Regions from separate parts of the Mus musculus genome. Here region 1 is linked to region 2. A link is a contact called in public Hi-C data. All regions are on one chromosome and are shown on one strand. Each heading gives the region's core, a stretch centred on a gene start, on an enhancer-like site or on the middle of the called end of the contact. The rest is flanking DNA. Distances are from core to core; before and after follow the strand shown. Region 1 has its middle 16 kb from the start of Gm36855. Region 2 overlaps Trim29 (tripartite motif-containing 29).

Region 1 (6,426 bases), core at 2,387-4,886, 200 kb after region 2:
GCTTGATTGCTTGTTTGTTGGGTTACTTACAGAAGAATGGGTGTCTCAAAAGTCAGTTGCATCATGGGAAAGCCAACCCCAGCACCAGCAACAACTCAACAAAGTTGCTCCAAAGTCCCCTGCCTACTCTATAAGCATCTCAGCTTATCAGAAAGTCTCCTCTCCCTAGCAATTGCTACTGTTTATATAATCAGGGGTTGGGAGGGGGGGGGCGGTACCAGTCTTATAAGTTTCAGGAGTTTCCTGAGACTTTTGAGTTTTATTTTCTTCCTGAGCCTTGTAAGTCTTATGTTACTTCTGAGTATTAGGTAGCTTCCTTAAGATGGAATGTTTCCATTCAGAAGAAAAAGCTTCATAAGTTCCACAGGTCCTGGAGGCCTGCAAGGTCAAGGTGCTGGTGAGATGAAGAGGAAGCAATTAGGAAGGCAGGAGATACCAGTAAGAAAAGAGGATGTCCAGGAGCCAGTGGGATCTTCAACTTTTGTGAAGGAATGATATCGTCAGTAGTGCCATGTGCTATAGCTAGGCCAAGTAAGATGGCCTGAAGTCACTACTGACTGAATGCAACAGAGAACAGTGGTGTCCCAGACCACAGAGCGAGAACCATAGACCCTAAATGACCTGGAAAAGAATAAGAGGAAAAGAACAGGAGACAACTCTTCCAAAGAGACTTGCTATAAATAGCTAGAGGGGGTAAATGGGCCTGGAAGGTCCTAGTCCCTCCTTTAAAGACAGGAACAAAAACAGCAGGCTTAGATGCTGATAGGGATGAGTAAATAAGAGATGATAGAGGCATGACAGGGAGAGTACCATCAATGTCCCTGAGTTGGGGGGTGGGGTGCTGGAATTGGTGGGGTCTGAAAATGCTTCCGCCCTTGGCTGGAAGCAGATACAGTTTGTCCACAGAACTGGAAGATGGAAGAGTTAGAAAAAGACACAGGCAGGAGGGCAGCTGTGGGAGTTTGTGGAAGTTGTCTTTGTCCCCATTTGTTCAGTGACTAGAAAGCAAGGTTATCAGGAAATACAAGGACATAGAAGGGAGGACTTGAAGGCTGCAGAAGAGAGGGGGAAGGTGTGATCCCTCATCTAAGAGAGGGGAGGGTGACTGGACCACAGAAATGATGGATGATACAGCAGCTAGCAACACCCACCCAAGTTCAGGGATCATAAACTCAAAGCAAGCTGACCAGAGAATGTTTTCACATACTTTGAGGATGTTTCCACAGCTGTGTGATGCTGGCTGAGGTGTGCCATCTCAGAGAGGCAAGGGTGGATTTAGCTGCTGCCAGATTGGTTGGGGTGACAGAGGCACAGGAGTGGCAGATGTGTATTTGCTGAGGACATGGCAATGGCTGATCAAGGAACAGCACCTGAGTTAGGTGGAGGGCTGGCAAGAGGAAGAGCAGAGGTAGGGAAGGGTGACTCCAGTATACCCAGGAGGTGATACATGAGGTGCAAACTAAAACCCCTAGATGTGGGGCTCTTGAGATGGATTTGGGGTCTTGAGATATTGCCTGGGGTCTAGAGGTAGAATGTAGTGTCTTAAGGCAGGGCATGAGATAAGATATGGGGTCTTGATAAAGTCTGGGGGTCTTAAGATTAAGGATCTTAAGGTAAGGGGTCTGGCTAGGATGTCTAGTTTTGAGGTAAGGTGTAGGGCCTTGAGATGGAATGGGATCTTGAAAAGGGGTGTGGAGTTTTGAGACAGAGTGTGGGACCTTGAGACAGGGTATTAGGCCTTGAGATGAGGCATGGCGTCTGAGACAGGAGGACGTCAGGTTCTGAAATGTGGTCTTGGGATGAGGTGTGGAACTTTTAGATGAGGTGTGGGGTCTTGAGACAAAGTGGATGTTTTTGAGGTAAGGGATGAGGCAAGGTGTGGGCTCTTGAGACAGTGTGGGGATCTTAAGATGGGGATCTTAAGTGTGGGGATGTATGTTAGTGAGACAGAATGCTGCATATTAAGACAGGGTATGGGGTCTTGACATAACGCGTGGAAGCTTGAGACACAGTGGGAAGTCTTGAGGCAGGGTATAGAGTATTGAGATAGGATGTGGAATTTTGAAATGGAACATAGGGTCTTGAGATGAGGGAATGTGTTAAGGCCAAGGTGTGAGGTCTTGTGATGGGGTATGGAGTCTTGAGATAGGGTTGTAGAATGATAGAAATTGCTGGCAATGACAAGGTCTGAGGCAAGCCCTTTCAGTAGTGGCCAGAGGAAGACAGAAGACCAGACCAGCTCAGGTAAGGAACTTTAGGTGCCAGGGGGTTCGAAGACGTTTTGCTAATAATGCAGGAAAGAATTGGGAAGAGTCCCCATGATCCAGAGGCCAGAATGTTTAAGGGAAGAGGAGAGAGGCCTGCGGTGGGTAGATCGTTGCAGCCAGGAGCTTCTGACTAGAGATTCTACTTGGGTTGTTTTTCAAGAGGAGGGATGGCTATTGGCAAGAAGATGAGCAGCAGGAGCCAGAAGGACTCCTACTCCGCCTCCAGGAACAGGGACCGTGGAGAGAACATAGCCCCCAAGTGAAAGGGCTGCGGAGGAGCAGGACACAAGGATTCCAATGAGAGCTGGAGGATGCGGGCTGGGGGAGTGGGGTGACACAGAGGCTACTGAGCTGAGGCTCAACCCTGAGACTGACTCCATCCAGCCCTGTGTGCCAGCATCTGCTCTGAGCACCGTTTTGACCCAGGTAGAAGGGGGCTCAGAGATAATCATTTCAGAGGCGCTGAGGTGTTCACACAGCAGCAGATCTGACCTTGTTAATATCACAGTAACACAGCCCACGGGAAGGGCCTTGCATGGGCTGAGCCACCAAGGCAGCTTATCTTGCAATACATTGCTCCTTACAAGGGACACATGGATGCCAAGTGCCCACAGGATGGAAATTAAAGAGGGAAAGACTTGGGGTGGATAGCAGAGATACTAAAAAAAAAATAAAATCAGTATCGAGGTTTATTTTTAGGTCTACTGAAGTAGAAAATAAGTGCTCGGACTGTGAAAGAGGGATCACAAGGCCAGCCCTTGGCCCCAGGAGCAGCTTGGGTCCTGTACTGCAGAAACCTACCATTCATAACTTTTGATTTACTGTGGCACAGACAAGAGGCGCTCACATGATACATCGCTTGTATATTCTATCGACCTGCAAGACTTCGTTTTCTAAACTTCCCATCCATCAGCTGCATCTGTCCCTGCTCCCCACTGACCGTCAAGATGAAATAGGGGGTGGGCCACCCCACCTTGCAAATGTGGCCCGTTGTATGAGGCTGGAGGATTACAAAGATGGGTTTGATGCGTGCTCATTTCTACAACAGGCGAACCTTACTGTGATGTCGAAAGGTGAGGCACAGAAGAGAGGACCCTAGAAAGGGGTATCAGAGCCCCAAACACACCAGACCCAGGAAGAGAGAGGTGACATTCTAGGGAAGAGACATATACGTGGCACTTGTCATTCCCTGTGGAGGCCATCCTGGAGCTTGCTACTATAAACACTCTTGGAGCTGAACAACGGCACGAACACTGCCCACATTCGCCATCCGCTTCTACCCCACAACAGAAGGGCCCGGATGGTACCGCTGCTGCCGGCCTGTGGGCCTGGGGAAAAGAGAACCTGTTTCCCACTGGCTCCCACAAGAGGTTACTGTGCCCCCACCGGAAGACATGTTGTTCTGTGCATATAAGGAAACTCGGGTACCCACGTACCACCTTAACTCTCCTTCTCCTGCCAATATTCTCAGAATGGCAAAAGCAAGCATCTGTGATGTTACATCCACCCCCAGCCCCACCCCTCCATTTACAGAAAAGAGTCTTCTCAGTTTTTGCAAAACAGATCTCTGCACCTGGGGGTGGGGCGGAGACAAAGGCGGAACTCTTTATTGCCTGTGCTTTGAGGCTGGGACACAGAGAGCAGAAGGCAGGACTGAGGACTGCCAGGACCTGGGGGCAAAAAGAAGGCCTATAGTTTCCTGTAGAGGGAACCCTGCTTTTGTGGGATATAGTAAGCCTGTGAACAGCCCCAGAGGCTCAGCAGAACTCAGAGCATCCTTTAGCCCAGTGGAGGGGAAATGGCAGACCAGGAATTGAATAAGCTAGCGATGTATCAGGAGCCTGTAGCTAGTTCCATTCTGGGGACTTTGGCCAACCTCCACATCTCTGTGTGCCTCGGTTCTCCTAAGAGAAGAGTGCTGACTTTCCTCTTAGGTCTTGAAAGGCATCCAAAGAGTGTCAGATGTAACAACCTTACAAATAAAGGAATTATTGATGTAACTGATGGTTTAAATTGAGCCCTGGGACCTCTGCTGTTTAGAGGGTGGATCAATAGCAATAACAACAATAAGTAGTGTATAACTCAGGAGGGAGTTTATAAAGGACCCAATGGCTAGCACTAGATAGCTCAGGAACAGAAAGGGACTTCCTGTCTTCCCATGCCATCCCAGATACCAAGCTCCCTGGCCAGACAGCCTAGAGGCCCTGGCTGTTACAGATGGGGAGGGGACCTGGCTGTGCAGGAGGATTGGTCTGGAAATGAAGGAACAGGGTAAGCCAAGAAGTCCCTAGGGATTGCACACAGTGCTGTGCCCCTGAGGAGACTTCTAGACACTCTGACAGCCAGTTAGAAGGTTAAAGAAGAATTCAGCCATGGAGGGGTGGACCAGCTGTGCCAGACATGATTCTGTAGCTTCAGACAAAGTGCAGATGTGTGGGACCGCGTAAGGTCTGAAACGTGAAATCCTTGTCTGAAGTATTGGCTCTGGCCTATCCCTACTAGTAGTGTGGGATAACCTCCCAGGGCTTGGGCGGCTTCTAGGTAGATGGAGAGACAAGCCTAGCTCTCCACTTAGTGCCTGTGGGAACACCAGCTACAAGAGGGCCCAGAAGCTGCCTGTAGTTTTCCAAGGTGTTTTCAAAAGATTTTTATGTATTACATTTTATGTGTACAAGGTCTTTGAGTGCATGTACCATGCGTGTGCCTGCAGCAGAGAGCGCCAGATCTCCTGGAACTGGAGTTGCCGTCAGTTGTGAGCCACTACATGGGTGAAGAGAACCAACCCCATGCGCTCTGCAAAAGCAGCAGAGCCTTCTCCTCAAATACATAAACCTTCACTTTTAAATTATGTATATGTGTATGTGTCGCTGTGTGAGCCTGTGCACACGTGAGTACGGTGGCCTCACAGTACAGAAGAATCCCTTGGGTCCCCTGGTGCTGGCCGGAGTTACAGGTGGTTGTGAGCACCTGTCCTGGGGACTCTGCCAGAGCAGAAAGAGCTCTTAACCTTGAAGCCATCTCTATATCCTTGTGTTCTGCCTTTTTATCAGATAGTTCCCCACATGGGTGGATGGGAAGTGTCCCGAGATAGTTTTTGCATTCTTCAGTGATCGCAGAACCAGATTCACTTCACTAATCTTTACTAAGGTGGGACTGAGTCTCAAGACCAGACCCTCAGAGAGACCAAACTGATCTCTTACCCCCTATCCACCCTGCCCTCAGCATGGGCATCTGTTGGGTTTTTCCTACTTTGAGGTAGCTTGCCTCTGATTTTCCTGCTGTTATAAGTCCTGCTGGTTGGCAGTAGGCTCGTCACAGACACAGCCCTACTAGGTACTTGCTACCGAAAGCTGATCTGGCTGTACAGATCAGAGAGAGGGGTTACCGAGACAGTTTGGCAAAAGAAACAGAAAGAGATTTCTGTTGGGATGAGAAAAGGCCTTTGAAAAGGCACGAAACGGTCTAGAGAGATGGCTCAGCAGTGAAGAGTGCTGGCTGCTCTGACAGAAGATCCGAGCTCAGATCCAGCACCCACACCAGGCTGCTCACAGAAGCCTATAACCATGGCTCCAGGGGCCTGACTCTCTCCTCTGGTCTCCTCAGGCACCCTCATATACTCATAACATATATTCATATAGACACACATACTTAGAGATTTAAAAAATAAGACAAATCATTTTTTTAAGAGGAAAAAAAGGACACAAAACTCCTGGAAAGCAAGCCTAGTAGGGTTAGGCCACATTCTGGGTGCTTACGAAAATTGTTTGTGGAAGGAGCATCCTGGCCAGGATGCTGGTCACGTGCTATCAAACCCCTGACCCCAAGCCTGGCCACCCTCCATTGTTGAGAAGAATCATCAACACTCAGGACCTTATTGATAAACTCTCCCTCTAGCCCAGGCATGACAGTGTTCAGTCAAGGGGAATACTGCTTGAATGAAGACCAGGGCCGGGAGCTGAAGTCAACGCGTACCTGGTCATATAGAATCTGTGCTGCCAAATGGAATGTCCTCGTGCGTGGTAACTGATGCATCACAGAGTAGGGTATAGTTCCCTGTAGAGACACAGACAGACAGACAGACAGACAGACAGACAGACAGACACAACTAGAATGTTTCTCACACACAGCTAGAATATTCTCTCTCACACAGACATGCACA
Region 2 (6,772 bases), core at 2,498-4,997:
TAAGATTCTCTTCCTCAGCACCACAGAAACCTCCTTGCACATGGCTCTCTGTTAGCCTGTTCACCCCACACAGAGGATGTCAGGCATTCTGGTATTTATCTGCTCATTTATTAGCATGTGTGTCCATCAATCATGTGGTGAGTGTGTTCTAGAAATAAGACTCTGGTAGGCGTCAGTTTGATGCAGGGCCAACCAAACCTATCCCTGGCACCACAGGAGATGAACAATTAAACAGCCAACTATAGCCCAGGGTCCAGACAGGTCAGGGTGACAGGAGGGAGCAGGTAGAGGCACACAGGGAACTTAGGGGAGGTGACAGGGAGACCTGCTATGTCAATTTGCTGAAGATGGGGAGCAAGGACATGTCCCACGTAAAGGATCATTCTGAAGCTAGTATTAGAGGAAGTGAAGTCGCAGCTTGGCTGGGGTGTCAGGAAGTGGGTGAGAATGGGGGGCACCTGCGGGCTGTGTCATTATTCTGAGCCCTTATTCTGAGAACAGGAGCTGGCAAGATTGTTTAGTGGGTAAGGCCCTTGCTGTGTAAGCCTCATGACCCCAGTTCGATCCCTGGGACCCCATGTAAAGGTGGATGAAGAGAACCCAGAGGCATCCTCTTGTAACACAGGCCACTCCGCATCCCCTATGACTTATTAAAGAGTACAGATCACCCTCTCATTCTGAGGATGGTGGCCTACAGGAGCACACCTATCCTTCACACACCTTCCATAGCAGGGAAGGCTGGGCACAGGTGATGTAGGCATAGTGGCATCCTGACCTTGGAGGTAGCCAAGGGACCAAGAGTCAAGGGTCTGATTGATCATGCCCTGGTCCTTCTCCATGCCTGCCTACCTGGGTTTGACGTGCCTTCTCTGTCCTGCCAGGCAACTATACCTCCAGGGTCTGGGAGTACACATCCACGGTTCAGAATTCTGAGGATATGCCCACGGTGCAAGGCAACTCCTCCTTCTCCCTGAAAGGTGAGCTCACTTCCTGCCCCTCGCTTGCTTACAGGCCACCCTGCTTGAGTCTCTGTTCCCTCTCTGGCTCGTTCCTCCCTCACACACTCTGGAGGCGAGGGTGCCAACCTAGATGGAAGCCGGGCCTGTGGTACGTCCCAAGGCAGGGGAGGAGGCTGGGCTATGGCGATGTTTCTTAGGGGTAACACACATACCGGGGTCCTAAAGATGGGCTGGGACAGCAGGAGAGTACTCACTCTGCCTCTCTACCCCTCCTGGCCCAGATGCTTCTTTTGGGCTGCTTCACCAGACTCTCTGCTATGGAGCTGATTTACCTCTGTTTGCTCAGTGACTCCCAGCAGCTGACTAGACCCCAGGTCATGTAGCAGCCCCCAACTTCCTGTATAGACATCTTGTAGCAGCCTGAAGGAGCGATCAGGCCTCTCAGGCCTAACCCTCTTTTGCTATACTTGGCCCTCACCTACCTACTGTATCCCTGGGGGTCTTGAGCAAGTTGAACGGGCTGCATCTCCTATTCCCTGGGGTTAGGTCATCCTGAGCGTATAGTAGGTCAGAGTAGGTCAGGGCCCTCCTGTCTGTCTCTAGGCCTTAGCCCTGTGATGAGGAGGGCTTTCCCTTCTCACTACGCCCAGACACTTATCCCAGAAGGAGCAGAGGCTTGTCTCTGGGATGGAGAGGGACACTGTCCCTCCCTGTACCTCCCCTCTCCTCCAGCAAACAGTGGCTTCATCACCTTGTGGTCCAGTTCAGGCTAGGGTTCAGAGACCCTGGGGAAGTCCAGTATCTGGGTCAGGCGTGGGACACTGTGGGTCTCTGAGGCAGACTGGGGACACTGTGGGACTCTGTGGCAGGCTGGCTCCCAGCATGTGCTTACTTACTCCTTCTAGCCTGAAGGTCACATGGTGCGGAGGGCTACAGCTCTTAGCTCCGGCTCTGGCTGGCTCCGACATTTCCCATCAGACTATGTACAGCCTCCTGCTGAGGCCCTCCTTGGAAGGGCTTCTCACTTCCAGCGAGTTCATGGCAGGCACCTTCAAGCTGACTAGAGATGGCCTAGCCAAGTTGCCCTGTGTGCCAGCATAGCCCGCAGTTCTGAGAACCCCTCCTCCCACACCCTCTGCCCAGTCCACAGGGGGAGCACAGGGCCCCAGAGAGGTGTTAGAGCCTCAGCCTCCTGGAAGCCTGTACCCATGCCACTGCTAACACCTCTCTCTCTCCCAGCAGGCACTGGGAAAACCCCCTATCAGTTCACAACCCTGGGACAGGCCACTGCAGAGTTTTCCAAGCCCCTGGACCGCAGTGGGCTGTTTAAAAACAATCCGGGTACCTGCCTGCTCCCCATCCCTCCCCTTCCTCTGTCATAGAAGGGCAGGTGGGCCATGCTGTGGGGGGATCTCTGCCACTGCTAGGGAGTCCTGGGTCCTGTTCCAGAGAGAGAGAGAGAGAGAGAGAGAGAGAAAGAGAGAGAGAGAGAGAGAGATATGCATGTCCCCTGTCCCCACCATCCTGGCTCTCTCTCTTTGGACTTCTGTCTGCTGCCAAGGCTGGTCTCCTGGGCCACCCTGTCCCCTTAGCTCTTATGGCTGGTATGGGTTTTTCTTTCTGGAAAGAGAGAGGCCAGGTCTCAACTTCCAGTTTTCATTGTCACCCAGGATCCATAGAATCTTCTCTTTCTCTGGCAGCTTCCACCCTAGGTGCAGGGACAGCTCCAGGGGTTCTTGCTCAGTGCAGTGGGAAGTTCTGCAGGTGGTAGGGCCCACTGCATGCAGCCACAGCCTCGCTGGATCGTGGCTGCCAAATACTGACCCTGAGAACCTCTCTAGCATCTCATTCTCCAAGTCATGGGTGATCTGCCCTGCTGCCGAGCAGGCTTTCCATTGCGTCTCCCAGTCAAGCCCTTTATAGAGTGCCTGGGCTAAGAAGGAGGGTGGGGAGGCAGGCAGACTTACTCTGGCTACCCCCTTCTCATCAAGTACTGAGAGCCACCTGCTGGGACCTTGGGATGGCTGTCTTAGCCTTGAGTGACAGTCACACTGGCCAATGGCTGACCTTCTGTGGGTTCCTGGTCTGCTGCTGGTGAGATGTGAGACAACCAGAGCCAGGCAGAAGGAGTGGAATGATGGATTTGGAGTCTGGCTAGCCTTGGTTTCTAGTTCTGATAGCTCCTTGCTGCGGGCAAACTGCTGAGCTAAAAGAAAGGACCAAACAGGGGCAGACACTCACATGATGCTTGGCACAAGTGGAGCTCAATAAATGACCCTCACAGCAGAGCCAGGAGTCCCTCCTTCTGGGCAGTGTTGGCAGGGGCTGCTGACTGACTGAATGACTGTCCTGGACTCTGGCAAAGGGACAGGTCTATGGTTGTTAAGCCCTCTGGGCCAGTGGGTGGTGATCCTGGCAGCACAGTGCAGACCTAGACAGGGAGACAACGTTCTCCTGCTGTCTGGCCTCATCCATCTGACTGGCTCCTCCTTCTTCTGTCTGTCTTGCTGTCTCCTTCCTTTGCCTCTCAGGATGTCCAGTTGGCAACTGCACTGCCCCAGCTGCTGCACACCTCTGCAGGTGGCTGAACTTGGCCTTGGGCTGGATGATGCTTGGGGGTCACTTTGGGGCAGGCATTGAAGCTGCTCCATCTATGGGGCTTCCTGATTGCCATCCAGGGCTCCTCCTAACTGGAACATTTTGTCTTCCCAGGCTTTCCCTCCCTCCTCCGGAGCCAAGTTCCCAAGGCCCAGCCTCAGACTTGGAAATCTGGCAAGCAGACTCTGCTGGTGAGTACGGCGTACCGGGAGAGTTGCCAAACATAGGCATGTCCAGGGACCTGGCAACTGAGCAGGCTTCCTGAGTCTGTTTGACAAGAGTGACTTTTCTGGGCCATGCTGGGAGCATAGGAGGCAGCAGTGACCCTTACACCAACATGTAGCAAAGATAGAGAAATGGACTTACAGGCAGGGGACCAGTAACTGCACACTGCCTTTGATCTCAGTTTAGAACCTGTAACACACGCATCCTATGTTTGTATTTGCAAGTGATCACTGAGTATCGATGGTGGCTTGGTCACCAAGAGGCATGTGATTGTGATGGGTGTCACTCCTAGGGCTACTTTCTATTTCTGACAGCATTGAGGCCATTAGGGGTGATGGTGTGTGTATGGGGGCCGGGGAGCTAGAAAGCTAGAAAGGTATATTTAGAATTTACTCTCTAATAACTCTAAGCTGGGGCTATTAGAAAGCAGCACTGGAGGGAGGATGTGGCCGAGGGACGGAGACTATCTGCTGGCATCTCAGAACCACAGACCCTTTTCAAGACTCTCTTCATTCTTGTATTTATGGGTACACTGTCACTGTCTTCAGAGACACCAGAAGAGGGCACCAAATCCCATTATAGATGGTTGTGAGCCACCATGTGGTTGCTGGGAATTGAACTCAGGACCACTGGAAGAGCAGTCTGTGCTCTTAACCAGCGAGCCATCTCTCCAGGCCTTCTCTTCATCCTTATAACGTGATGATGAGACGAAGTGCCCCCCCCCCCCTTGTGGACCGACAGTCTTATCCGTGCCTGGGAATAGCATTGATCACAGACTGCCACCCTGGAGGCTTCATTTCCCCTAATGCTTCCCTCTCAACAGCTTGCTAGGTCCTGAGAGGTCATCCAGTGAGCCATGCAGGTAACACCAGGGTTTTGTTGAGATGGGGGTGGGGGATGGGGGTCAGAGCCCTCCCTTCAGCTGCTTTTGCATTTTGAGGTCAGAGCACGAGATTTACTCTGTTCTACAAAGAGCGGCTGGGGCTGGTTTAATTGAAAAAAGTCTTTAATTTGTGGGCGAGAAGAGCTAAGCGATTGCATGTAATGCGGAGCTGGGCCCAAGGGCGTTGAAGCAGCAGGACTGTGGGAAACAGATAATGGGAGAGAGTTATCCCTCTCCCTCCTATGCACCTTCCTGGCTCTCCAGCCTCGGAGGCTCCAGCAGGACAAGGCTGTGCTGTCCTACTGTGACACCTAGTGTTGGGAGGATAGAGGCCAGTGCAGTAGGAGGCCTGAGAGCCAGGCTGCCTTGTGCCTAGGCCCCAGCCAGCACCAGCTTCCTATGTGATATTGTGTGAGTCGATCTTCCATGCCTCAGTTTCCCCATTTCTAACATGAATTCTGCAGTTTGGGTGATCTCATAGTCCTTGTGACTCTCACATGTGGTGACCCTAACTAGGGAGGGATGGAAATGAGCACCCCACTCACGCCCCCTGCCCCTCAGACAGCTCTCAGACAGCAACATTGTTCACTGGCCTGCAATCCATACACTATTGACCCAGCCTTTCTGAAAGACAAGTTCTCGCCTATTCACCTTACCCAAAGCATGGTGGACTTCTTTGGGGGCCCTGGAATGGACCTGAGGGTTAGAGAGACCTGGCTCCAGGCTCTGCTCTATTAGAGCAGCCCTGTAACTTTTTGTCAATGCCCTGTTTTCCTTCTGGGGCCTTAGTTTTGTCTTCTATGAATCAATGGTTTAGCCGGAGTCTGGGCTGAAGACCCTCCTGCCCTGGCCTTGCCTACGCCTGACTTCTACTATGCAAGAGTGTCAGACCAGAGCTTCTGGGAGGCCCGTAGAGGCTCTGTGCCTGACCCACTTAGGGACAAGGCTGATTCCTGAGACCCTCCAGAGGCTGGCAGTGCTTGTACTGGCCAGGGGCAGCTCTTTGCTCTTCCATGCCAGTCTGGGGGGTGGGGTGGGGGACTGAGTTCTCAGTGGGGGTTAGGAGGAAGGGAGAAAGGGGCTGAGTTCCCTGAAATTGCCGTATGACATGATTCAAAGAGGAGGTTAGGAAAGCTCTGGCAAGAGAGGCTGGAGCTCCACAATTGTGGATGGTGGGGAGGGAGCACAGCGGAGGGAGGACCTGGCATAGTGGTGTGCTCATTCTGTACCCTTCTGTCAGCGAGAATCAGCAGAGAGAGCATAATCCAACACATGAAGTACTTGAGACACAAGAATAATACCAGGAAGTGGAGTGGAGCAGGGGGTGATGGGGTTTGGAGTCCAGTCTCTGGGTCTCTCATCTTGTTCCCCCGTTCAACTAGCTGGTGACTTAGGCAAGCTGCCCAGCCTCTCTGTGCCCTGGTTTGCTTACTTACAAAGTGGCTGTGCTCAGAGTCGCCTGTTTAATTGGACGGTTGTAAAACCTAATTGAGTCTGTCGATGGCAAGCCCTTGGCACGGTGCTGTGTAGTTTTGTAGAACACAAAATGCTATAGCACACGGTGGCTGTGGTGACATCAGGATATTGGGTGGGTGGGTGGGGCAGGGGATGATGTCCAAGCTCATATGCTAAGTGGCAGGGACAGACTCTAGTTAGAATTTGGACCCAGAAGTTATGCTATTACCAGCCATCTCCTGGTAGCAAGATAGGTAGATCTTGCAGGCTGCTTCAGAGTCTAGGTTGGGTGGGCAGGTTAGGGACTTCTCAGACCACCCAGCTATCCTAACCATTCCTCTCTCCCCGCAGTCTCACTACCGGCCATTCTATGTCAACAAGGGCAGCGGCATCGGATCCAACGAGGCGCCCTGAGTTCAGGATGGAGGAAGCTGCACTCCCCCATCCTCCTGTTGCTCCTGCTTTGCAAGCTGCTGTTCTTTCTCCCGGGCAGGAGCCCAGCCCCACCCTGCCCTCACACAGTCTCTGGCAGCCCTACGGGGCACTCTTGCTTCCTCTGCTCCTTTCTGTTTGGTGACAGACAGTCACTGTGACTTCTAGGTATAAAGCCAAGAGACCTACCACAGGGGCATGAGCCAGCTGGGCTCCTTTC

The links. Hi-C and Micro-C count contacts between places; a contact is called where the count stands out from the background.
Region 1: a Hi-C map of cerebral cortex shows a contact between it and region 2, with 2.3 times the contacts expected there. The contact joins two enhancer-like sites. A contact is called at or near these places in 14 of 484 Hi-C or Micro-C datasets (the N1E-115 cell line, adipose-derived mesenchymal stem cells, cerebral cortex and 7 more) and 1 of 115 datasets of contacts at active chromatin or transcription factors (astrocytes).

Annotation. Positions count from the first base shown.
Region 1 is chr9:43,533,660-43,540,085 of GRCm38.p6, forward strand. No RefSeq gene overlaps it. Among named protein-coding and RNA genes, the nearest start is that of Gm36855, 16 kb to the left of the region's middle. Within about 2 kb of position 3,637, at least 6 of the 459 cell types and tissues checked have an H3K27ac peak or open chromatin away from gene starts, as enhancers often do. A contact at or near this core is called in cerebral cortex, where this site is marked.
Region 2 is chr9:43,328,639-43,335,410 of GRCm38.p6, forward strand. Trim29 (tripartite motif-containing 29) reads left to right here. Exons shown (of 9, transcript NM_023655.2): 7 at 882-977; 8 at 3,672-3,748; 9 at 6,472-6,772. The coding sequence ends at 6,534. Among named protein-coding and RNA genes, the nearest start is that of Trim29, 21 kb to the left of the region's middle. Within about 2 kb of position 3,748, at least 37 of the 459 cell types and tissues checked have an H3K27ac peak or open chromatin away from gene starts, as enhancers often do. A contact at or near this core is called in cerebral cortex, where this site is marked.